Linked DNA regions of Mus musculus: region 2 is linked to region 1. The links are chromatin contacts, called in public HiChIP or PLAC-seq maps. All regions are on one chromosome and are shown on one strand. Each heading gives the region's core, a stretch centred on a gene start, on an enhancer-like site or on the middle of the called end of the contact. The rest is flanking DNA. Distances are from core to core; before and after follow the strand shown.

Evidence for each region. HiChIP or PLAC-seq counts read pairs in DNA pulled down with a chosen protein or histone mark.
Region 2: an H3K27ac HiChIP or PLAC-seq map of epiblast stem cells shows a contact between it and region 1, with 8 times the contacts expected there. The contact joins two enhancer-like sites. A contact is called at or near these places in 1 of 484 Hi-C or Micro-C datasets (cardiomyocytes), 2 of 115 datasets of contacts at active chromatin or transcription factors (cardiomyocytes and epiblast stem cells) and 1 of 9 other capture datasets (embryonic tail).

Annotation. Positions count from the first base shown.
Region 1 is chr14:98,290,883-98,295,780 of GRCm38.p6, reverse strand. No RefSeq gene overlaps it. Among named protein-coding and RNA genes, the nearest start is that of Gm33583, 120 kb to the right of the region's middle. Within about 2 kb of position 1,905, at least 7 of the 459 cell types and tissues checked have an H3K27ac peak or open chromatin away from gene starts, as enhancers often do. A contact at or near this core is called in epiblast stem cells, where this site is marked.
Region 2 is chr14:99,010,313-99,015,210 of GRCm38.p6, reverse strand. No RefSeq gene overlaps it. Among named protein-coding and RNA genes, the nearest start is that of Mzt1, 33 kb to the left of the region's middle. RefSeq lists an enhancer at 2,570-4,898. Within about 2 kb of position 2,885, at least 2 of the 459 cell types and tissues checked have an H3K27ac peak or open chromatin away from gene starts, as enhancers often do. A contact at or near this core is called in epiblast stem cells, where this site is marked.

The sequences.
Region 1 (4,898 bases), core at 656-3,155:
TAAGTACTTCCTAAGTGGATGACATTTTATTCACACACAGTGGCTTTCACACACAGTGTACAGTTCACCAGCTGTTCATAGGCGTGCTTACCTGAAAGCAGGGATCATTGTCTGACAGACTATCGGAACTCTTGATGAATTATAGCTGGTATCTGGAGTCATGTGTGTTATAAAATTATTTATTGCTTACCTAGCCAAGTTTCTTTAAATCTGTCTTTGCTGTCATTTAAAGAGGAAGGGCAAGAGCTAGGCTCAATACTAAATTTATCTTTCTTTCATGTCTTCTGTTATATTTCTACTTGTATTCTAATTAGGAACTCCCAAAGCTCAAGAGCCACCAGGTTCCTGGAGCAGCTGGACTCCCAGCTGGGTGTGTTGTGAGCATAACAGCGTCAGTCATTTCCTTTCTTTTCATGTTGTCTTTCTCCAGGCTGGTTGGACTGTTTAGGACAAGATTTCCTTTGCAGTTGCTCTGCTCCCTATTTCAGACATTTATAAACTTACTAGTTTACTTATGTTGTTATAATCATTACTGCACTTTTTTCACATCATACTTTCTTTTTAAAAAGCTGTTTATCCTTGCCTATCATCTCCTATGAATTCAAACATATTGACACTAGTCATTAATACTGTTCGCTGTATATTTATTAAAGAGAGAGTCCTCAATTACAAACAATACACTTTGAGATGCATATGTCTTTCAGTAATCAACAGTGGTTTGTCTTTCCTTCATACCAGAATTCAGAAGGCATATTGAAATCTTTACATTGTTTTAAAGAAAATTATCAATGATTAAATTGTTAAAGCATAGTTACACTCAGAGGAATTGGAATGTTTGGTCTGGAATGGACACGGTGAAATTTTGACTTAATTTTGAAAAAATGAGTCAAATCACATAGTGAAGTCATTTTAAATTTCCACCTGGGTTTAGACAAGACAGAAATTCTCATTTCCTTAGTCATTGTCCTGTGGGTTTTGTCTTTTTGCAATGAAAATTTGGATTTCAAAAGGCAGGAACCTCACAGAAGGCTTTCATAGACAGTACAGACTGACCCAGCCTTACTTAGCCCCATGTTTGTGAAATACTCAGAAAAATACCTCATGCTGAAGGACCAAAGGCATGGTTAAGCTTTTCAGCATTCAGAGAACTTGGTATTGGGAGAAAGGGAAGGCTTGAATTTAAAGGTGTTTTTTCTTCCTTAGAATAGCAACTATTGTTCAAAGTCTTGTAAGCTACTAAACATCTCTTAGTCATTTTCCAAAAAATAAATAAATAAATAAATAAATAAATAAATAAATAAATAAATAAAATAAAAAGGTTGGGAATCCAAGCAAACGAAAGAAGAAATGACATTCTCATGAGCTGATGTCATGCTTCTGGAATTAAAGAGTCAACACAAGCAGGTCCTAAGATCCTGCTGTTCTTTTCACTTGCTGATTTGACTGGGTTTGTGAGGAGAAGACAGGGTTTATGGCAACAATTTTAAAGCATGAACAAGAGAATCTGAATTACATTAAAATGAAATCATGAGTGAAAAAAAAAATCACTGGAGTGGGCTTCTTCAATGGCCTGAAGTTCTGGAAGGCAAAATGGTCTCTGTGACATGGATCCTGCCATGTATTGAGGGCCAAGCAGGGTTGTAAGACATTGTCAGGTCAGGAGGAGATGACTCTCTCTATTCTCATGTGAGAGAAGGGAATGATGATTCTAAAAAGAGAAAAGTTTGATTAAAAAAAAAACAAAAAAAAAAACAAAAAACAAAACAAAACAAAACAAAAAAAAAAAAAGAAAAAAAAAAAAAAAACAAGCCAAAAGTAGCTTGAAGCTCAGCCTGAAGTCTGAAGGAAAAGCAGGCATGCTGATAAGCAAACAATGTGGCATTGTTTCTCCTGGAGCTGCACCTGTGAAGAGGATGGAGGCAAGCAGGAAGCAGAGCCCCAAACAAACAAAGGCTCAACATTCCTAGTTGACACTAAATGGTATCTGGACTCTGACAGCAACACTCTTAGTAGAGTGCCAACCCTCTGCTAAGCATGCATAGGTACTGTACAGACAATTTTAAACATATGAATAGAGAGCACACATATAAAACTGCATAGTTGTGTAGCTGATTAAATGTAAAACTGTATACATCAATAATTCATAAGGTAACACATGTTATGACCTGAAAATTAAGGCATATGTAAAAGAAATCTAGTAGAAAAAGTTTAGAAATGTGTAACTTAATCTTTAATTCCTTTATCTGGATACCATTTGAGGTACCCTGAAAAAAAAATGTAGTCCACTGAATCTGATAGGTTGTAATTTAATATTGTAGTTTAGGTGGAATGACATCAAAGCAGATTTTAGTACAAGTTATAAAAAAGAATCTGTGAACTTTGCTTGAGACGTTCATAAACGTTTTTTCTTTTTCTTTCTTTTCTTTTAATTGAATATTCTGGGTATCATTCTGTGATGCTAACTTTGTGTTTGATCCACTAAGAGCTAAATCACATGAAACCTACTTCTGATACCACACTCTGTTTTGTCTCAATAGAATTTATTTTCCTTTCTTTATTCTCCCAAATACTCCATCTGGGTTTGCATATTAATGCCCTCATTTACAGTGTAAGGGTAGAGTCCTCTTCAAATCTTGGTGGCATGACACATGGCCTCTTATTTCCCTACAGGGAGGTCAGTTGTCAGTTTGAGAATTTCTGGAGCAGTGTTTTTCCATAGGATAATGCAAAAATCCATATGAGCAGGACCTGGTAGCCATATTTTCTTCAAATACGGCTTTCATGGCAAAGAGAAAGCTAGAGATCTGCATACTCACTTGACATGTTTTAGTCTGAAAATAGAAGACACATCCTTTCACAGACTGTTATCTACAACTGGTCAACTGGCCCAGGTACATTGAAAGAAAGGCTCATGGATAATCATGGAACAGCAAGTGTCTCTGCTATTGAGAGAAACATTTGTGTAATTTTTCCTTGAGTTTCATGAAAGCAAAAATTATGCATAGCACATTCTTTTGATACCTATGTAGTTCTAGTTTCTGTCTCCAAGTTCGTGGTTCATGGTATGAATGACTTCTCCAAACTGATTTAAAAAAATAATGAGAAATTACAACCATGCCTTTCTCTTTTCCCTTTGACAAAGTTTCTTACACAGGATACTTATCCCTTACACAGATACAACTATAAAATAATATAACCCTTCCTTGTAGATACAGACAAATAGACACGTACTAGAAACTAAACCCAAGCTACATTTGCAGATGCTAATATGTGAATATGAGCCATATTTGTGACAAGATGATATTAATGAAGTGTTAGATTTTGGTAAAGATGTTAATCAAAAGCATAAAGGAGAGTTCTTCCAGGATCAGGTACAGAAAGAGACAGAAGAGAAGGTCAGAGAACCAGGAGAATGAGTGGAAATATGCAGCAATGTGAGGTGAGGCCAGGGGAACCTTTAGAAAGTCCCAGACTTCTGGGATCTTAGAGGCTCCCTCAACTCAGTGGGGGTGACCTTAGCTGGGAAGATGGAACCTGAAGAGACCACCTCCAGTAGAGAGACATGGCCCCTAGTTGAGACATGGGGAAACCCACCCATCTTAAAATGAATTGTTCCTGTCAAAAGGAAATGCAGGGACAAAAATAGAGCAGAAACTACAGGAAAGGCCATCCTGTAACGGCCCAACTTTGGATTCTATCCTATGGTCTGGCACCAAACCCTGACATTATTACTGAGGCCATGTTGTATTTGTAGACAAGAGCAGCCTAGAATGGTTGTCCTCTGAGAGGTTCTACCAGCAGCTGCCTAAGACAGATGCAGATAACCTACAGCCAATCATTGGACTGAGGTCCAGGACCCCTGTGGAAGAGTTAGGATAAGGACTGAAGTTGCTGAAGGTGATTGAAACCCCATAGGAAGAACAACATTATAAGCTTACCCAAATCCCTCAGAGTCCCAGAAGCTAAGCGACCAACCAAATAGCATACATGGACTGGACCATGGTCCCTGGCACATATGTAGCAAAGTATAGCCTTGTCTGGCCTCAGTGGGAGAGGATGCACTTAATCCTATAGAAATTTGATGCCCCAGGGAAAGGGATGCTGGCAGGGGTGAGATCAGTGGTGGTGGTGGGAGCATCCTCTCAGAAGAAAAAAAGGGGAAGGGGGAGGGGAGACCAGGAAGGGGGGCAATTTGGAATGTAGATAAAATAATTTACTACTACTACTACTAATAAGAATAAAATGGTGGAATAATGTATTGCTACTACTACTACTAATAAAATGGTGGAAACAATAACAATAGACAACAATAACACACAAGAACCATTCAAATTCCATGCAAGTCATCATGTTCTTACAGAACTTCTTCTGGTGAAATCTCCCACTCAGAGGAATTTTGTCTTTTCCTCCGTTGTTCCCTTTGCCTGTATGTTCGCTGTATGTTCGCTTTCTACTTGTGCCCTTTCCGTATTGCCCCTTTGCTCTGCACCCAAGAAAGTTTATTTCCTGAAGATCATACCACATGTGTCCCTCTTGTTTCTTTCTAGCTCTCATTTATACCTTGGGATGAAGAGCCAACATATTTTTCTAACCAAGACTATTACTCCAGAGGAATTTTGGTATCACTCTCAAGAATATATTGCAGATCTGAGGTTATAGCTCAGTGGTTGAGTCTTTGTCTGGGTCCTGGGCTCAGTTTAGTAGAACATGAAACAAAAAGAATATACTTTATTTTCAGTGCTGTTGTCTTCATATTTTTGTATATCCAACAAATATTCCTTATTTGATTTATGAATTTGTTAAAGTATAAAAAGCAAATGAAATTTTAATTTTCTGGTTTTTGTACAGTAGTCCCCATCTGCTTATTCATAACAAATAATAGGATACTAGAACACTTG
Region 2 (4,898 bases), core at 1,636-4,135, 720 kb before region 1:
CTTTAAGTGTAGATATCACTTGACTAGGCTGGATTAGCATCCAGATACTTTATCAAACAGAAGTCTAGGTATTATTTTATAGCATTTTTCTTTTGAATGAGAAACCTCTAGATAAAGCAGATTATTCTTTATTTGTGTGGGCCTCATCTAATCAGCCTGAAAAGAAACAAAGCCTTTCCCCACAACAGTGAAGTGAAGAATTTGCCCTTTGGGGTGGTCATCACACTGAAGACTCTGGTATCTCCCTCACCACCCCGACCTCAGTTTTTCTGAAGACTCTCATCTAATAAAATGAATTACAGAAACACTTTCAACCTGAAGGAGGCCATGATGTAAGATATTTTAGTAAGTCTAGCTGGCTAATTTAATACACTAAATATCTCCAGCCAAAAAAAGAATCTGGCCACATTCATCCTTGTTCTAATGTGATCTGATATCAAATGAACCAGAATTAGAGACTTAGCAATAAGAGTTGCTTTGAGCAAGGTCCCAAAACATTATGTGCATTAAGATTGACAACTCTAGTTTACCTTCTTTAATGATCTTGTGGACTTTAAGTATTACGGAATCACTTGATACCAATGTTATGCACACTGTATTTTCCTTCTTGCCCTTGCTTTATAGTGATTGGTTAATTAAACCCTCAAAGCTCTGGTGTTAAGAAGAGGGAGCCCATGGCTCACTGACTTCTGCAATTGAATTAGGTTTTCACAGTAACCTCATATTGTTGCAAGGAAGAAAGCAAGAAGAATGACATTTGAAATCATGGGAGGAGCAGGAGCAGGTATGAGTTAATTGCTTGCCTTGGAATTTTGCCAAAAGACAGATGTTAATAACTTTTTCCATAAAAAGCGCCAAGAATGCTCTTTAGTGAAATCCAGTATTGTGAATTTTGACTCCCTGTTCCATCAGAAATTGATGTTGCCGTCAAATAGCATCCACTTGCATGTTAAATACTAACTCACAGACCCCCCAAGCTGATTCTAGATCATTGCAACCATTGGAAATGCATGCAGAGGTGTTTTCTAGTCTTTCCAGTGAAAGGTGAGGCAAACAGAGCTAAAACAGCTACTCTGGTGTGTGTGTGTGTGTGTGTGTGTGTGTGTGTGTGTGTGTGTGTGTGTGTGTGTGTGTGTGTGTGTGTGTTATGGAGAATACTTTCCTAGGCCAGCCCATGTATTGGTTCTCTTCCTTCTCCTTGCTGGTATATTATTGCAGAATATAGGTAGACCAGGTTGGCCTCAAACTCAGAGATAAACCTGCCTCTGCCTCCCAAAGTGGTATTAAAAGATGTGCAAGAGGAAGGAGGGATAGGGGAGGAGGAAAAGGGGGCAGAGGAGGAAGAGGAGGAGAAGGAGGAAGAGGAGGGGGAAGAGGAAGAGAAAGAGGAGACCAGTGCCTCTAGTCAAATGGATGATTTCCTTGCCCCACATGTGTCTGAGGGCCAGGCTTCCCTCTCTACTTTCTTGGCACTCCTTTTCTTGGCCTTTGGAATCAGTTAGACTATCACCTTCAGACCTTCTATTTGCCACCATTTCCATACCAGGCGCCATAAAAAATTAAACATTCCTAGCTGGGCATGGTGGCACATCCCTTTAATACCATTTTGGCAGGCAGAGGCAGGTTTATCTCTGAGTTTGAGGCCAACCTGGTCTATCTATATTCTGCAATAATATTTACAATAATGATGCACTAAAATGGTTTGGATAGCTTGGGTTGGTATAATAAGATACCAGTGACTCTGTTGCAGTTTAAAGCATAGGAATTTATTTTTCATAGTACCGAGGGCTGGGAAACATAGTTCTAATGTGCAGGCCAATTATGTGCAGACCAATTATGTTCCTGTTTGGGGCCTTCTTGATTAGCAAGTAGAGACTTTCTGGCTGTATACAGAAAGAGGGCATGGACAAGAATCTCTTGTATCTCGACATGTAAGTGCTCTAATGCCACTCATCAAGGTCCCACACTCAAAGCCTAACTGCCTCTCAAAGGCATTGTCATCATCACATTGAGGATTAAGGTATCAGCCTATGAGCTTTGGGCTTAGAGAAACAGAGTCAGTCCTTAGTAACAGCAAACCCTCCAATTTAGTGGGAACAATGTTAATGATGGTTTGTTTGTTTGTTTTTTTAAATTAACAGATCTGCACATTGGTAGCAGCTTGTCTTGTCTAGGCTCCCGAATCAAAGCTACAGGTTTAACTTATGTTTATTCTTATGTCTTGATCCTGCTGTGATCACTGGAATCCATGCTTAGTCCTGTGGCTCAAGTTAGTACGAACTTGAAATATGTTCTTTTTGTAACAGACCCCCAAAATGTAAGAAACAAGCCAAATTGATGGAGCATATTTAAGACGACGATTCATGATAGATGCTATCATTCTATGAAGCCAGTAGATCCTTTGGTCAAGTTCAATATCAAGAAGAAGCCAGAGAAGTCTATTTTATATACAATGGGAAGGGAAGAGAGTATTTGCTGAACAGTCATGTCAATGCCTTTGTGGGGCTAGGGGAGCCACGGAGCTGTGGGGAACAGGCCTGGATCAGGAGTGGGATTGAGGCACGTCCAAACCCTGAAAATCTTGCCCTGAGATCTTCAAGAATAGGTTTGTTCCCAGCTCTGCTCTTGGCCTGCATCTCCCAGGCTCATAGCCCTATGACCCTGCCTTTGCTTGTACCTCCTCCCCCTCCACCCCCCCAGGATGTGACCATAGTGGGTAGCCAGGTTAAACTTCCTCTCCCTTTATGAGGTCACTTTCAGCAGCACTTGGGTTCCCTCCTTATGCATATGCAAATGGAGCATCCTCAGCACACTGACACTGGCCAATGATGTGCACTTATCCTGATAACCCCTACTCATTCCCGCCACGAGGGTTTAAATAGCCTTTGTTCCCTCCATAAAACTAGCTGTCTCAATGAAGCCTGTCTGATGGTCTCTGTTGTCATTAGGCTCACACAACCCCTGAGGTCTCCCTCCCCCCAGTCATCCCTGCCTTGCTTCCCTGCTCAGGATGCACTGGTTTGGACCACAGATCAGTCACCCTGCTTCAAGTGGGGAAAGCAGAGCCTGAACAACCTACCTTGGCCATATGAACTTGAATGCACATCTAAACCTTGGCCATATGAACTTGAATGCACAGCTAAATTTCAGTCATCAACAATGTTCTCGTGTAACATAGAAACGATGCTACCGTAAGGGCTCGGGGGTGGGGGGTGGGGAAGCTGATGAATGTGATCTATAAAGAAAATGGCACAGTTCTTCAAGGACAGATGGAGCCTTGGAGAAAAAAATCCCAGCTCTTACTACGAATTTCTATTGAGAGCATGAAGGAGAGAGAAAACTGGACAAAGACGATGAGGTGGAGAGAAGAAATTAGTAATCAACACAGAGATAGTAAGATTAATTCAAATTGCAAGCTCGTATACAGCCTGGAAGAAGAACCCAGGCACTGTAGTGCTTATCTTTAATGCAGGTACTCAGGAGGAAGAGGAGGGAAGATGGTTTAAAGCAATCTTGTGTTATATGATCGGACTCTTTCTCAAGAGAGGGGTGGGGCATAGCATAGGAGGGATAGTTTACGGTATTAAGCAGTCAGTTCATAATCAGGATCCCACATATTATTATTAGCTGTCAGACATTTGCTCCTTCTGTTACTCCATGTTGTGAATTATATGCATGTTGTGCTATAAAACAATGAACAAATTCAGCCAAAACCAACATCCTGTTTATTAGACAATTTGGCAAACATGATAAAACTACATACTTGAAAAAAATGCACATCATAGGAAAAGGCAGTGATTAAAATAAAAATGTGCATCATAATAAATATGTTTAAGTAAGCAGTTACTGATAGCCTCTGTAATACTATATTTTAACTAAAATTTTAATTTTCCAGCGATCTGTCCATTTTGACAGAATTGTGTGTTTTTAGAAAGAAAATACTAAAGACAAGTTGAGATTAAAACAAGTTACTATATTGCCATAGAGCAGACCCTCTTATTTCTGGGAGACTGAGTCTGATCACAACTCCTTTGACATCACTGGTCACCACTCAGCTCCACCATGGCTGCTACACAATAGTCTGGGCTCACACCACTTAGGCAGACTTGATTGCTCTGTGTAGATACCACCTTAGTCTTGACATTTAATCTCCCCATTCTCCAATATTACTTCCTTCCATCTGATAACAAGCGAGTTTAAAAGCTCAGAATTCCTTAGTTCTACTGAGCTAGAAAATCGTCTCCTTTAGTGGCATTTAACTGCTGAGCTCTGATTTCCATAAATGGAATATAGTGGTATTTGCTTATCTCTAATCTGAGGCCAGCTCCTTCCATAAATATGCTAGATGACCTAAAGCTATTTTTAACAACAGTACCAACGATAACAAGGGGGACAGCTTCTCTGCCACTTCACGCACACATTTCCACAGACGAGTCTCACAGATGGCTTGCTTAGCAGGCGAGGAGAGGACTTAACCCAGAGCTCACAGCTTCCTCTCTGCTCAAAAGCTCTTTCCTTCCTTAGTTTCAGTTCATCCCTGTACCTGTGTAGTATTGGCAGTAAAGAACAGCTCTTCCTCAGTCAACATGAGCTTGAATTGAATGTCTGCAGTTCCAGCTTTCATTTCCTATGTGATCTGCTCTAACAGAATGCTGGGGCCTTGCTGATATTTATTTCCCCCAGGCATTTATTTCTCGTAGTTATTTATTTCTCCCAGTTCTAGAGTCTGGAAGCTTGGGACCAGGGTGATTGGCAGCACCATTGAGGTCTGGCAAGGTTCCTTGCTGGGCTGCACACAGCCGGCTTACTCTGCGCTTCCTCATGTAGCAGGAGTGAGGAAGTTCATGGTCATTTTCAAGGACACTCCATCTGTTTAAGAGGAGGGCTCACTCTCAAGA